Linked DNA regions of Danio rerio: region 2 is linked to region 1. A link is a contact called in public Micro-C data. All regions are on one chromosome and are shown on one strand. The core of a region is the stretch at or near the end of the contact, and the rest is flanking DNA. Distances in the headings are between cores, read along the strand shown.

Region 1 (6,086 bases), core at 893-3,392:
ATGACCATTTGTAACAGTATTTGCGGAGGAATGTGTTTCATTGTTGTTTGTGCACTGAATGTCCACACGGTAGCACTGTTGGATCGTTTATTTTCTGACATTAGAAAAGCTGCAGTGATTACATGAAAATCTTTATTCAAAAAATGTAAATCGGGTATTACAGACATGTTTCAATAGGCATATGATGGTAAGTGGGAGTGAAATAAATGCTCATTTCTATTTTAAATATATTCCAATAAAGCATTTGTATTTTATTATTATACACTAAACAAAAAGATGTATAACACTAGTTAAAATAATTCTCAATGCTGATTAATTTATTAAATATTCATGGAAAATAGAAAAGTGTAACTGTCTTACAGTGTAACCTTTATTTGCTTAATATATTTATTTGTATTTAAAATACATATAATAACTGTTTGTTTTATATTATTATAAAACTACCTGAGAAAAGTTTTGTCGCCTATCCAAGTTTTAGGAACAACAAATATTAACTTGGCTTCTAGTTGATGATTTGGGCAAAGGCTTCTAGATTACGATTATTTTACTGAAATTAAACATGATCATGCCTTCATTTTTAACGACTTAATTTGGACAGTTAGGTCTGACTGCGCTTTGACAAAAGTCTTGTCACTTATCAGATATGATGTACAGTATAGAATATATAGTAATGATGCAGTGGAAAAATAATGAATATTATGTATGACTTCCAAGAGCCTGGAGGACTGCATCCATACATCTCTGCAATGACTCAAATAACGTATAAGTAAAGTCATTTGGAATGGCAAAGAAAACATTCTTGCAGGACTCCCAGAGTTCATCAAGATTCTTTAGATTCATTTTCAATGCCTTCTCCATTTTACCCCAGAAATGCTCAATAATGTTCATATCTGGTGACTGGCCTGGCCAATCCTGTAGCACCTTGACCTTCTTTGCTTTTAGGAACTTTGATGTAGAAGCTGAAGTATGAGAAGGAGCGCTATCCTGCTGAAGAATTTGACCTCTCCTGTGGTTTGTAATGTATAAATGTAACGCCAAACCACAATTTTTCCATCATCAAACTTGACTGATTTCTCTGAAAATGTTGGGTCCATGTAGGTTCCAGTAGGTCTTTTGCAGTATTTGTAATGATTGGGATGCAGTTCAACAGATAATTCATCTGTAAAATCTTTGCTTTTCTTAATAATCTACTATAGAAGTCAAGCTAATATTTGTTGCTCCTTTAACTGGGATCGACGACAAGACTTGTCAGGTAGTCTACACATAATAAAGACAAAATGAGATATATAACAACACAATAACAAAATTCTAAATGCTAATTAATCTATTCAAATTCTAACATCTTTCATGTCAAAATATGAGTGAAATAATGTTTTGTCTTTCAGCCTAACTCATTTGCTAAAAAATGAAACATCAGTACTTATTAAAATTAGTAAAACGATAAGTGATCAAACTAAATTTTATTACATTTCAAATTATTAAAATCTAAATTGCTGACAAATACCAAAAACCTCAACCTGTGTTTTTAAGGATATTGGATTTACAGATTTGATTGCTCTTAATGCCTGCCATTGATTTTTGTTCTATAAATGAAATTGTGAGGCTGAATTACACCTTTATTAGTTTTGATGCTTTGCAGCTGAAAAAAAAAGTATTTGGCTTTAACTGACCTGTCTTTCCCTGTAACATCTGCATTTGATCCATTTCTGAAGAACTATAAAGCTCTGGCATAAGCTTAGAGAGTTTGTCAAAGTATTTCTCACGCACCTCTTTATATTTACCACAGTGAAGGAGAAATGTCTGCCTCACGGAAAGCACATAACTCTGCACAATTGCATATTATTAAAATAACATCAGCATAATGCAAATTTAAGCAGTACCGTAAGACAAAGTTGACATTTTCAAGTTGTTGAGAGTTCTTAGTAAAACACTGTATTACCTCAAAAACGCTCGTTTTTCCCCTTTATATGCCTGTATATTTTGCCAACATAATAGGTAATAATCAAACAATAAAACACACCGTTGATTTTTGTCGTGTGTCTATAAAAAACTCATGAACTTGAACTTTGTTTGGAATTTTGCATTGTTTTCCTACCAACCCTTGGGTGGCGCCAAACCCTGCCAAATGATCCGCCATCAAGTCCTGCAGTTCAGCTCCAAGCATCCATACGCGGATGGAAAGCAATTATGTAATTTAGTGCAGAACATTCTGATGGATAAACAAAGAAAGAGAAGAGTCATCGTAGCTAAAACACGTATAAACAATCCCGACTAACAAAAACAAATATGTCCTTTTAGCAATTCAAATGAAAGGATTGTATGTTTGACAGAGATGGATTTTTAGCTTTACTCTCATGCAAACTACAAATGCATGAGCAAACTTTTACTGGAAAACTATGCGTGGAAACCAGTCCACCACCTGTACACACTGACCAGAGACAAACACATCCGATCCACCACAATGTAAACAAAAGAAACATTCAAATATAGAGGGGGAAAAAAGATGACTGGAGCTGTACATTTGACAAGAATACCCTATTTCAGTTTTTTTGTACTAAGAAAATTTACGTCTATCTAATTGTTTTTGTCCAGATGTCAAAGCTGCTCTGTTTGTTGTTAGGATGACCATTTTAAGTTTAAACTGTTTTCTAACGTGCACCACATTAAATAAACATGTTTCATCAGTTTTTTTTACTAGTAGCCTACCCTCAACTCTCAATGATGACCAATTAAGTCAAGAGGGCGGGGCTTAACCTTTCACAAGATAAGTAAATACCATAAGCACTAGAGAGTCTAGGGTAAGACACTAAGCAAAAATGTTTGTAATTTAACAACTGTTTTTCGACGGTAATACAAAACGACCTACAGTAATTCCTGTTTTGTGAAATTATTGGAATCGTTTTCGTGACAGAATAGTGCACACTGGAAAAAAAACACACATTAGGCTACCCACAACGGCTGTTAGTCTTGTTTGCTAGCACAATCACCACTATAATGGCAATATAATACTATAGCCAGGGATGGGCAAAAATACATGGACATGTATTTAAAATAAAATGTCAAATACCTCAGTTTTACATCTGTTTTACATACAGCTGTTTGTTTCCGAGAAAGCGTGCATGCACGCCCAATGACGCCCACTTCAGTGAACACAACCTGCATAGGCTGTGAATAACAGGTAACGAAGTTGTAAATAGCGTTCAGTTTGTTGCACAGAGCGATCGTTTGAGGGTCGTACGGGAGGTTTGATTTGCATGTGTGTTTTTTCTCACAGTGACAGCAGCCATGAGCCGCACTCAGAAGTAAAAGTGAAACCACATTTAAATGATCATATCGCATTTTACAGTTATGATTACGACAAGCATTTGATATGTTTTTTTTTCTTTCATAGCGAACACAAAGTGTTGTGCATAAAAATAAATGTTTACCGTGTCAGTATAACAACCCTAGCCTATATAGGCTATAATGTTGAATATAATGCAAGGAGTCTGATAATGACAAAATTCTAATTTTTCCAGTGAAAACAAATGGTCTAATAATGTGTCCAATGACATGATAAGCACATGTCTTCAACATAATAAATCAATTCCAGAATTATGATTAGTTATGTTCTGTCATCATTTTTCTGTGAATTAGCACACAGGACACATTTAAAGTCTGTTCAATTTAGCATTTTAAGCAACAGTAGACCTACACATAGGCTTAATATTATTGTTGTTTTAACATATATGTTTGAGAATTAAAAATAATAATAGGCTAATCATATTAACCTTTATTTTACATCGTGAGAAAATCGTGATCTCGATTTTAAGCAAAAAAAAAAAAAAAAATCGTGATTCACATTTTTGCCAGAATCGTGCTGTCCTACCTATAGGCATCGACTGAGAAAGCATCAGGGCCGGAGTGGGACTACTTTTCAGCCTACTTTTCAGCATCAATCTGAGACCGCATTTGTATGAAGTCATCATGTAGACTTCTTACAATGTATTACAATGTAGTACTTTGATACAAAATATAAACCCATTATCATCAACTTTATCAAAAACAAACTACAGAATACTATTTTGTATTTAAAATATGTATTTTAAGTACATGTATCATAAACACTGCCCATCCCTGACTATAGCACTATTTTGAAACTCAAGTGTTCTTTGACAACAGTAAACCCTTTTTTTGTGTTGTTCTACCTTAATTTCCCTAAGTCAATTCACACTCTGTATTCATTCCATTCTGATGTTTGCTTAAGTTATGAAGTGATACATTTTTCTCATATGATAAATTTTCAGGTGAAAAGCAAACAATTTTGAGGAAGACAGAAAAATGGTTAGATTTGAGCTCTGGAGCTGTATTCTCGCTTCTCACGCTGTAATATGAGTTTTCCAGGCCAAAATCACGGTGCTAAAAACTGACTAAACCAATGAAACTCATCATGCTTTTTGTTTTAAACAGCCATTTACTAGCAAAGTCAGTGAAAATAGTTTATAGACCTATTATTGTGTGTACCAACTGTGGTTAGTTGATGCAGCGAAGAGAAACATCCTGGAGGTGTTGTGTTGACTGTTGCTGTGGTGTAGAGGCCATTGGTTAAAAACAAAACCCAAATGTGTGTTCAAAAATGAACACCAGGGGATTTTGGGAGACTCAAACAAGAACAGTGCGAGGTGGTTTTGTGCATTCCTTTTTCTCTCCCACTTGGAGGAGATGCAGAGATAAAACATAATTGCTGCAGAGAGATGATTGTAGCGTTTTTTTACAACATATGGAAGCAATCAGAGATCAGAAGGGATCAGTTTGTCTTATAGAAGGACGCACAAAGACAGAGTTTGCTCAATCTGCAATGCAAACTTCAGTAAAATAGTGTGTTTGGAGGAAATTTCAGCAAGCCATTTGTAACAGATGTGAAAGGTGTGTTCATTAATCAATGGAAAAGGCCACAAGTCACTGGCAGCATCCGTTTTGGCCTAATGTCCCGCAGGGCGATGGGAGCTTGTTTAAAAAAAAAAAGAGATGAAGACAGCAGTACAGCAGAGATGTTTAGGATTTAGTGGCTCTGTTATTTTGTGTGAAGCTCTGGAGTCACGTTTGAAAGGTGTATGGAGGAAGAGCTGTGTATGATACAGATTCACTTAGCAGATGTTTGAAGAAGCTAAATGAACGTCATGAAAACATGGACAAAATCTGAATGAAACAGGTTTGTTTAATTTATTTATTCATTTTTTCTGGGTTTTCATCTTTAATTGATAGGACAGGGAGTTTGCATGTTCTCCCTGCCTTCGCGTGGGTTTCCTTCGGGTGCTCCGGTTTCCCCCACAGTCCAAAGACATGTGGTACAGGTGAATTGGGTAGGCTAGTGTATGAGTGTGTGTGTGTGTGAATGTGTGTGTAGATGTTTCCCAGAGATGGGTTGCGGCTGGAAGGGCATCCGCTGCATAAAAAAACTTGCTGGATAAGTTGGCGGTTCATTCCGCTGTGGCGACCCCGGATTAATAAAGGGACTCAGGGATAGGACAGTAGGACAGTATAGACAGGAAAGTGTGGGGAGCAGACAGAAGGAAAGGAACAGCATATGGACCTTGAGGCGGGAGTCAAACACTGGTCACCTTGAGCACCGTCTGTCAACACATTAACCACTACGCCATTGGTGCTGACTTTCATTTATTTATTTTGATATATAAAATGTACAATGACAATGGAAAGTACCATCAAACCGTAGATTCTCCCTTGTGTCACATTCTGGCTGGACTGTTTATTATTAACAGAAATCTGTGGCACTTTCTCTGAAGAATTTATGCTTTTGGAAGACTCACTTAGAAGACATTTTGGAAAACTCATTCCATGTTTAATAGAGTACTGCTGCTTACTGAAAAATAAAGCTAATCACACAATAATAATTAATTCCTTAAGTTTTCATTGCTGATGTCAAAATGTACATATTCAAATGCACAATATATAATACAAATGCATAAATACTTTGATTTCATACACTTTCAGAAATCAAGATACAAATACTGTTCCACTTTAAGTTCATTCGTTCATTTTCTTTTCAGCTTAGTCCCTTTATTAATCTGGGGTCGCCACAGCAGAAT
Region 2 (7,054 bases), core at 4,132-6,631, 230 kb after region 1:
GACTTCTTTCTTCATCAGTTTCAAAAACAAATTTCTTTACAATTTAAAATGGCATATTTTTATATCTTTTTTTTTGCTGAAGATACTGTTGTCCTAAAATAAAACGTTAAAAAAATCTTACACATACCTTAGGAACAGTATTAAAGAAAACTTTGGCGGTTTTCAAACCTTGTCTTTTCTAAACCATGGTATACCTTGAAAACGGTTATCGTCCCATGCCTAGGTCACTTACATTAAAATATCAATGTTGAAACGATATATTGTTCAGCCCTTCTTTCCATGTGTTTAATTACTTAGGAGTTATATTGGAAAATTCATCACTCAGTCAAGAGAACTGTTTTTCTAAACATCAACACAAGTGTCAACAAGCATTATTGCCTATTGCTATTATTTAATGTTGGCTTTTAGACTCAATTGATTTTCTAATAGAGTAAGTCAATGTAAGTTCAATTATCTGTTCTTGAAGACAGTCACTTGATGTTTTCCAAATGAATTAGCACTTTTGAATGAATTATATGAATACATTATTCAGTGAATCACTCATTAAAACATCACTATCTTCCATTTACTCATACATTAGTGTCACCACAGCATCTGCTCATGATATGGCCCAGTCCAGGATTATGGAGACCTCGGGATAAGGAGTATAATAGTATAAAAGATAAGTGTAGATGCCGTTCAAATCCTAAAATTTGTTTTTTAATGAAAGTTATGACAAGCAAATTAAGACTTGCTTCTCTACAATAAAGCTCGATTATGACTAATAACTATGGAAACATGCCTGACTTGACTATTCAGTCAGCGCTGGCTTAAAATGCTAATGTTATGCAGTTCAGTTTTAGATTTCACCTATTGTTTTTCAGTGAAAACACTTCTTAAAAATCTTCTAAATAAAGCTGAAGCAGAGCAAAACTGGTGTTTTGTTTTTCAATTATGAATTTCAGTTGGTTTTCAAAGTTCAATTATCTATTCATGAAGACTCTGTTGAAGGTTTGATTCCAAATGAATCAGCTCCTTTGAACTAATTAAATGAATTAAGGATTCAGTGAATCACTTATTAAAACACAACTTCCTGCCACTTAATCATAAATTAGTGTCATGTTTATTTATCCCCAATGGCGAACATACCTACGTAAAAACACACTCAGCCATATGCTGTAAGAAAGAATAACAAAAACAAAACAAAACAAAAAAACACATTATTTAAAAATACATTGCCTTTAGGGAAAAATGGGAAAGCTGAAGTCTGATTTGAAAGCGTCATGTTTCCTTTAGTAAATGTGATCTGTGGGTGTTGGTTTGCCAGGAGAGGAGGATGATCGGGAGCTGGAGAAACTGGAGGAGAAGGTGTGGGATCCCAGCAACCCCCTCACCGAGAAACAGATCGACCAGTTCCTCGTCGTGGCTCGGTAAAACTCTGCAGCAATGAAACAAATTTGCTCTATTTCTCTCTCTCTATACCAGTCTGTTGTGAATAGAACATTTGCGTTGAAAAGATCTAACTCTCAAATTCTGAAATAAATATATATATTATTGTTTTGTTCCCACTCCATGCTCTGTTATTTCAAACTGCATTTTTCTTGCTCTGTTTCACTCACTCATTCTGTTTCAAATCTTTCTGCAGGTCTGTGGGCACGTTTGCGCGGGCTCTAGACTGCAGCAGTTCAGTTCGGCAGCCCAGTCTGCACATGAGCGCTGCAGCAGCCTCCAGAGATATCACACTGGTACAGCACATCGCACACACTCACTCACACACACCACTGCTGGAACACTTCACACTTTAGTGAAGCTCAGCAGGTTCAGACTAATTAATGGCAGACTTCTACATATATATATATATATATACACACAACATTTTTGTATCATTTGTGCAATTTTGAATCTGGTTGTAAATGCTTATGTCATCGTTTTTTTTTCTTCATTCATTTTGTATAGTAAGTTATTTAACATTACAGCGTATTTTTGTGACTTTTTTAAAATTACAAGCACAAGAGGATAGCTAACTGAATATTCCAATAGTCTTCAAAAGTAAAAAAACAACAACTTTTTATTATATGAATTGCATATTTTATGAATTTATCCATTTTTTGAATTTCATTTTAAATAGAAGTGCTAAGTGCATTTGAGGTAAAAATGTGAACATGAACAAACAGATGAACATTCATTACCCATTACAAAAACACCTCAGATAATTACATATGTGCTTAATATCAGTTTTTGCTTATGTTTTGTTTTCTCATGTTAATAGTTAAATCTGCTGCATGTACTTTGTTAAAAAAAAAAAAAAAAAAACAGACAAGCCAAACAGACGTTCTGACACATTTAGTCATTGAAAATAGCAATGTGCTGAAATGTCTGCTTGCCATGTACCTGCGGCAAAAGCATTTCTCCTTTTTATTATTTTGAACATGATAACTTATCTCAGTTGGTCATATATGAGGTATATTAAATGACTCATTCTAAAATGTCAAATAAAGATAAGCTAATATAAAGAATTATCCCATAATTCATATAGATTACATACAGTCAAAATTAAAATGCAATTGCATATTATTCGTGCTTGTATTATATACAGTCAAGCCCGAAGTCCAGGGATATGATTAATCTCTGGTTTGAATATCTATTTGTTGATATATATATATATATATATATATATATATATTTTTTTTAATTAGCTTTATTAGTAGTAGTTATATAGTTTATTATAGTGTATTATTAAAATGTTATTTGATAAACCTTTGAAAAAACCTGTTCCAAAATCAGAGGTTGTTTATCAATTTTAAATGCTTTATTTAAATCATCTATTCACATTAATCAAACTCATCAGCATGAAGCACATCAGTTTTGTGCACTCTAAAAAAATACTTAAATAGATAGTTAACACACAATTTTAAATTCACTCACTATTCACATGCTCTTGTGACAAACCCAGATTATTTTCTTCTTATGTTGAACACAAAAGAAGTTGTTTTGTTGGAAACCAGTAACTATTGACACATAGAAGGAAAAAAAACAAATACTATAGAAGTCAATGGTTACACGTTGCCCAGATTTTTCTAAATGTCTAGCAACAAACAACCAAACAGTCAAACAGCTTTGTGACAAGTGAAGGATAAGTAAATGACTTTAACTTTGGCTGAACTATTCCTTTACAAATTGTAGGTTTTGCAGTCGTCCTGAAAACATTTTCATTAGATACAAACAACTTTAAATGAATAGTTTTCAAATTTTTACCTTTGTTTTAAATGTGTAATGTAACATGATTGTCTTTGTACCAAGTTAATTTAATTCCTTAAAATAATGGGTAACACTTTAGGTCTTAATTCATGGTATTAACAAAACATAAACTAACATTTACTAGCTTAATAAGCTACTAATTAATGGTTTATTAATCATTAGTTAAGTAGAAGTTGGCTTTAGGTATTGGGGTAGGATTAGGGATGCAGAATAAGATCATATTTATATAACTACTGATTAAGGCTGCACAATATTGGAATAAACTGATATTGCATTATTTTATTTTTCTGGAATAACTAATACAGTCTCAAAAGATGGATTGGATTGCTCTATTTTTTTCTGTGCAGTCATAACAGCATTCAGGTACAGAAATTGAATAATCACAATTTAAGAATAACATTTTTCTTACTTTGTCTCTTTTCTTGTCCAAATATATAAAATGTCTTGTAAATCTAGTAGAAATATAGTTTTGTTTTCGCTTTTAGTAGAAAAGATATCAGCCAATGGAGTGATTAAAGTAATCTTATTTTCGCTTCATAGGGTAGATATTTGAACTAGAAACAAGACAAATTTTTTAGTAAAAATACTTTTCCCCCCATAAATTGTATAAATAATTAAATACAATACATTTTTATTACACCTCCAAACATCCATCATACTTCTGTGTGCTAAAACTCTCCGTAACTCTACAAATCAGATGTGTTCTGTTGCTCCTGCTCAACTATAATTCAGACTCAACATTGCAGATCTTGTGATGCGACTATTGCAGATGTGCACATTGCGATATCAATGCTGAAACGATATATGGTGCAGCCCTACTACTAATGAATAATTAACATCTTAATAATTGGCTAGTAATAAGCCAGTAGACTTTAATGTGACCTGATCTTAAGTGTTGCCAAGTAATGCTTTACCAAAGACTTTTTAAAATCCCTATGGCAAAAACTAATAGGGAAAATACCCCATAATAAAAACAGGGTCCCCACGCTTCTTGAAAGGGCTTGAATTTCAGACGTGAATTATGACCTGGGAAGTACTTAAAAACAATTGTAGGTTCTTGTAAGGGCTTGAATTGATGGTTTATGGTGTTGTTTCAACTATTGTACTGCGAGAAATTCCTCATTTAACAATCCTAAATTTACAAAACATTTGAACAATAGTTCACAAACCACATTTGATTATTACCAGTATTTAATTCAAGGAACTACAGCTTTAAAAAGTCCCTAAAAAACCTTGAATCTGCTGTTCATGAAAGAGTGGGAATCCTATATAAAGTGAGCAGACACTAATACACTTTGTTGCAAACATGTTTTCCAATAGTCCTATCCCCTAAACTAAACCCGTGATTCCACTAGGACGATCAAACAGGCTCCAAGATTTGGGTGGCAAATTGTGATTAGAATTTCGAGTGCACAGCGATCACGATCTTCTCACATAATCACGATTAGATCAAATAATCCCTGCTAGGGCATTATGTAATAATTGCAACAGGCCTATTGCCAGCTTCAATGCTCAGTCTCTGCCTATGGGGCTGTACAAGAAGAAGCAGGGTGTTCACTCTCTAGCCACCCTGACTGTGTACAAAACATGAAGGAAAGGCGCCAGAGGGCAAGATCCCTACACATAAACACACACACACACACACACACACAGCCCACACAATTCCTCTTCAACCAGTGTTGTGTTGTTTTCAGGGTTGAGCAGTTGAGATTTGCAACACTCCTCTAAAACAATGGAGTGTCTGCTGATGTGTCTTGGATTTGGGCCATCATTTATTGCTGCTGCTTCATTTTCAGTTTCACGCCATGGACACGTTGCATAAGAACGGCTACGATATGACGCGGGCCATCGCAGCGCTGGTACCTCAGGGCGGACCTGTGCTCTGCCGGGACGAAATGGAGGAATGGAGTGCATCCGAAGCTAACCTATTTGAAGAAGCGCTGGAGAAATACGGCAAAGACTTCACTGATATTCAGCAGGACTTTGTGAGTTCAAATGGCATGCTTTTTTTTTTGAACGGCATATGCTAAGGTAATTGTGGCAGTGATGACTGATAAACTGCCTTTGTTCAGGGGACGGGCGAGTGTGCCAAGTTTATGTTTAACTCTGCCACCTGGTGGTCGATGGGGGTTTGTGCAGCGCTGAGTGTTTTGGTTTTGGGGAGAGTCTGTCAGAAATGTGTACTTAGAGAAACAGGGAGGAGCCAGTCGTGGAAAATGGGCACACCCGAAAGAAGGCAAGCAGCTTATTGAGGGACACAAAGGATTGGGAATTGAAGCTCGGTTTCTGTTTGACATCATGGCCAGATTTGCGTATGAAAGCGCTGATTATTTAAAGGGGTAGTTCACTCAAAAATTAAAATGATCTCAGGGTTTAATTGGCTTTGTGAGACCACTGCATTTGCTACAGTTGGAACAAAACTGCTGTTATTTAAAAAAAAAAAAAAATATATATATATATATATATATATATATATATATATTTCGAGAAAAAAAGAAAACTTAAGGTGGTTTATTTACATGAACAAACAGTAAATAATGCGTTTACAGGGCATATGCAGGAATCCTAAAGGTAATTTCAATACCCTTTTAAGACTTTTTAAAAACCTTATCTAAATATTTTAAGATCTCATCACCTCTGCAAGTTTTAATCAGTATCAAACCTTTATTATTAAGCAGTTGTAGTTAAATAAATCAATGGAGCACAACCAGGCAACAGAACTCAGATTAGCTCGCAAAAAACAAAGCTTGAAAGAGTAAATTATGCGCTTGTTTATAGCGACAGACTTCAGCCACTGTTTAAACTCGTCTTTCTTCAACCAGGAGTGCACAAACTTGCATTATCCCATTTTACCATCTGTTCTGCTCTATGGTTTCGCTACATGTGGAGAGCGTCAGGTCACCTTCCCGTTTTTGTCACGAATTACGTGACTTCACCCGGTCGGAGGAGCTTGGCCAGATGTGCCCCAGCCCGAACCAATTGCATGGATCGAGCACGGCGTTGTTAATATTAGGAGAAAAATAAAAATATTTATGCTTTTTTTGGAGTCAAACACTTTGGACAATGCTTGAACAAAATTTTTAAAACTCGTAAAACGTGTTTAAAACTTTAATACATTTTTAAAGGCCTTCATTTTCTCATAATTGATTTATCAATATTTTCAGCTGCACCTCAAGAAGCACTACTGAATCTGTCAGTGATTTTGAACAAGTCTAACTAGTCAAACAGACTTGTTTACTGAACCTTTTTTCAAGTTCAACTCATTTGACTCTGTAATCTAGTCAAAGTGGTTTTGAGTTAAAGGGCTGTTCCAAGTATTCCCTTCATTTTCAGAGCACATATTTTATTGAATTTGTTTGTAGATCTATCAGAAGCAATGCAAATAAAAATGTGTGTGTATTGAAATGCATTGATTGCATTGAATGATTGTGTAAAACAATGTAACTGTTATAAAGTAGACTTCTCGGAAGCTCAAATTGAATTTTTGTTCAAGTGTATTGAACTCTGTTCAAGGCAAATACATGGAGCTCATTAAATATAGAAAACATGGAAGCTCAACTGTATTAATATGATTAAACGACAACAAAAGTCTCACAACTCATGCAAGCACATCTGATATCTTGGGTTTATTTGATGTTTTTGAATGTATATTGATCAGTGTTTGCATTGTATTTAACGCTTTAACTGCCCCACCAAGAAAAATAATGTTTGGATTTCTTTACTCCAAATGTCGCTAGTTAAAACACTCAATGCATTTTTCTTCAACACATCCCATAATTTTTAAAAATTACAGCCTCTGCCGAATGATATGTCAGTA

What was found. Hi-C and Micro-C count contacts between places; a contact is called where the count stands out from the background.
Region 2: a contact with region 1 is called in a Micro-C map of caudal fin, with 8 times the contacts expected there. The contact joins two enhancer-like sites. A contact is called at or near these places in 2 of 18 Hi-C or Micro-C datasets (caudal fin and hematopoietic stem cells) and 1 of 4 datasets of contacts at active chromatin or transcription factors (caudal fin).

Annotation. Positions count from the first base shown.
Region 1 is chr17:39,232,424-39,238,509 of GRCz12tu, forward strand. No RefSeq gene overlaps it. Among named protein-coding and RNA genes, the nearest start is that of crip1, 27 kb to the right of the region's middle. Within about 2 kb of position 2,143, at least 7 of the 62 cell types and tissues checked have an H3K27ac peak or open chromatin away from gene starts, as enhancers often do. A contact at or near this core is called in caudal fin, where this site is marked.
Region 2 is chr17:39,455,915-39,462,968 of GRCz12tu, forward strand. It overlaps mta1 (metastasis associated 1), which reads left to right. Exons shown (of 18, transcript XM_005158860.5): 7 at 1,307-1,409; 8 at 1,625-1,724; 9 at 5,034-5,222. Among named protein-coding and RNA genes, the nearest start is that of tmem229b, 33 kb to the right of the region's middle. Within about 2 kb of position 5,382, at least 5 of the 62 cell types and tissues checked have an H3K27ac peak or open chromatin away from gene starts, as enhancers often do. A contact at or near this core is called in caudal fin, where this site is marked.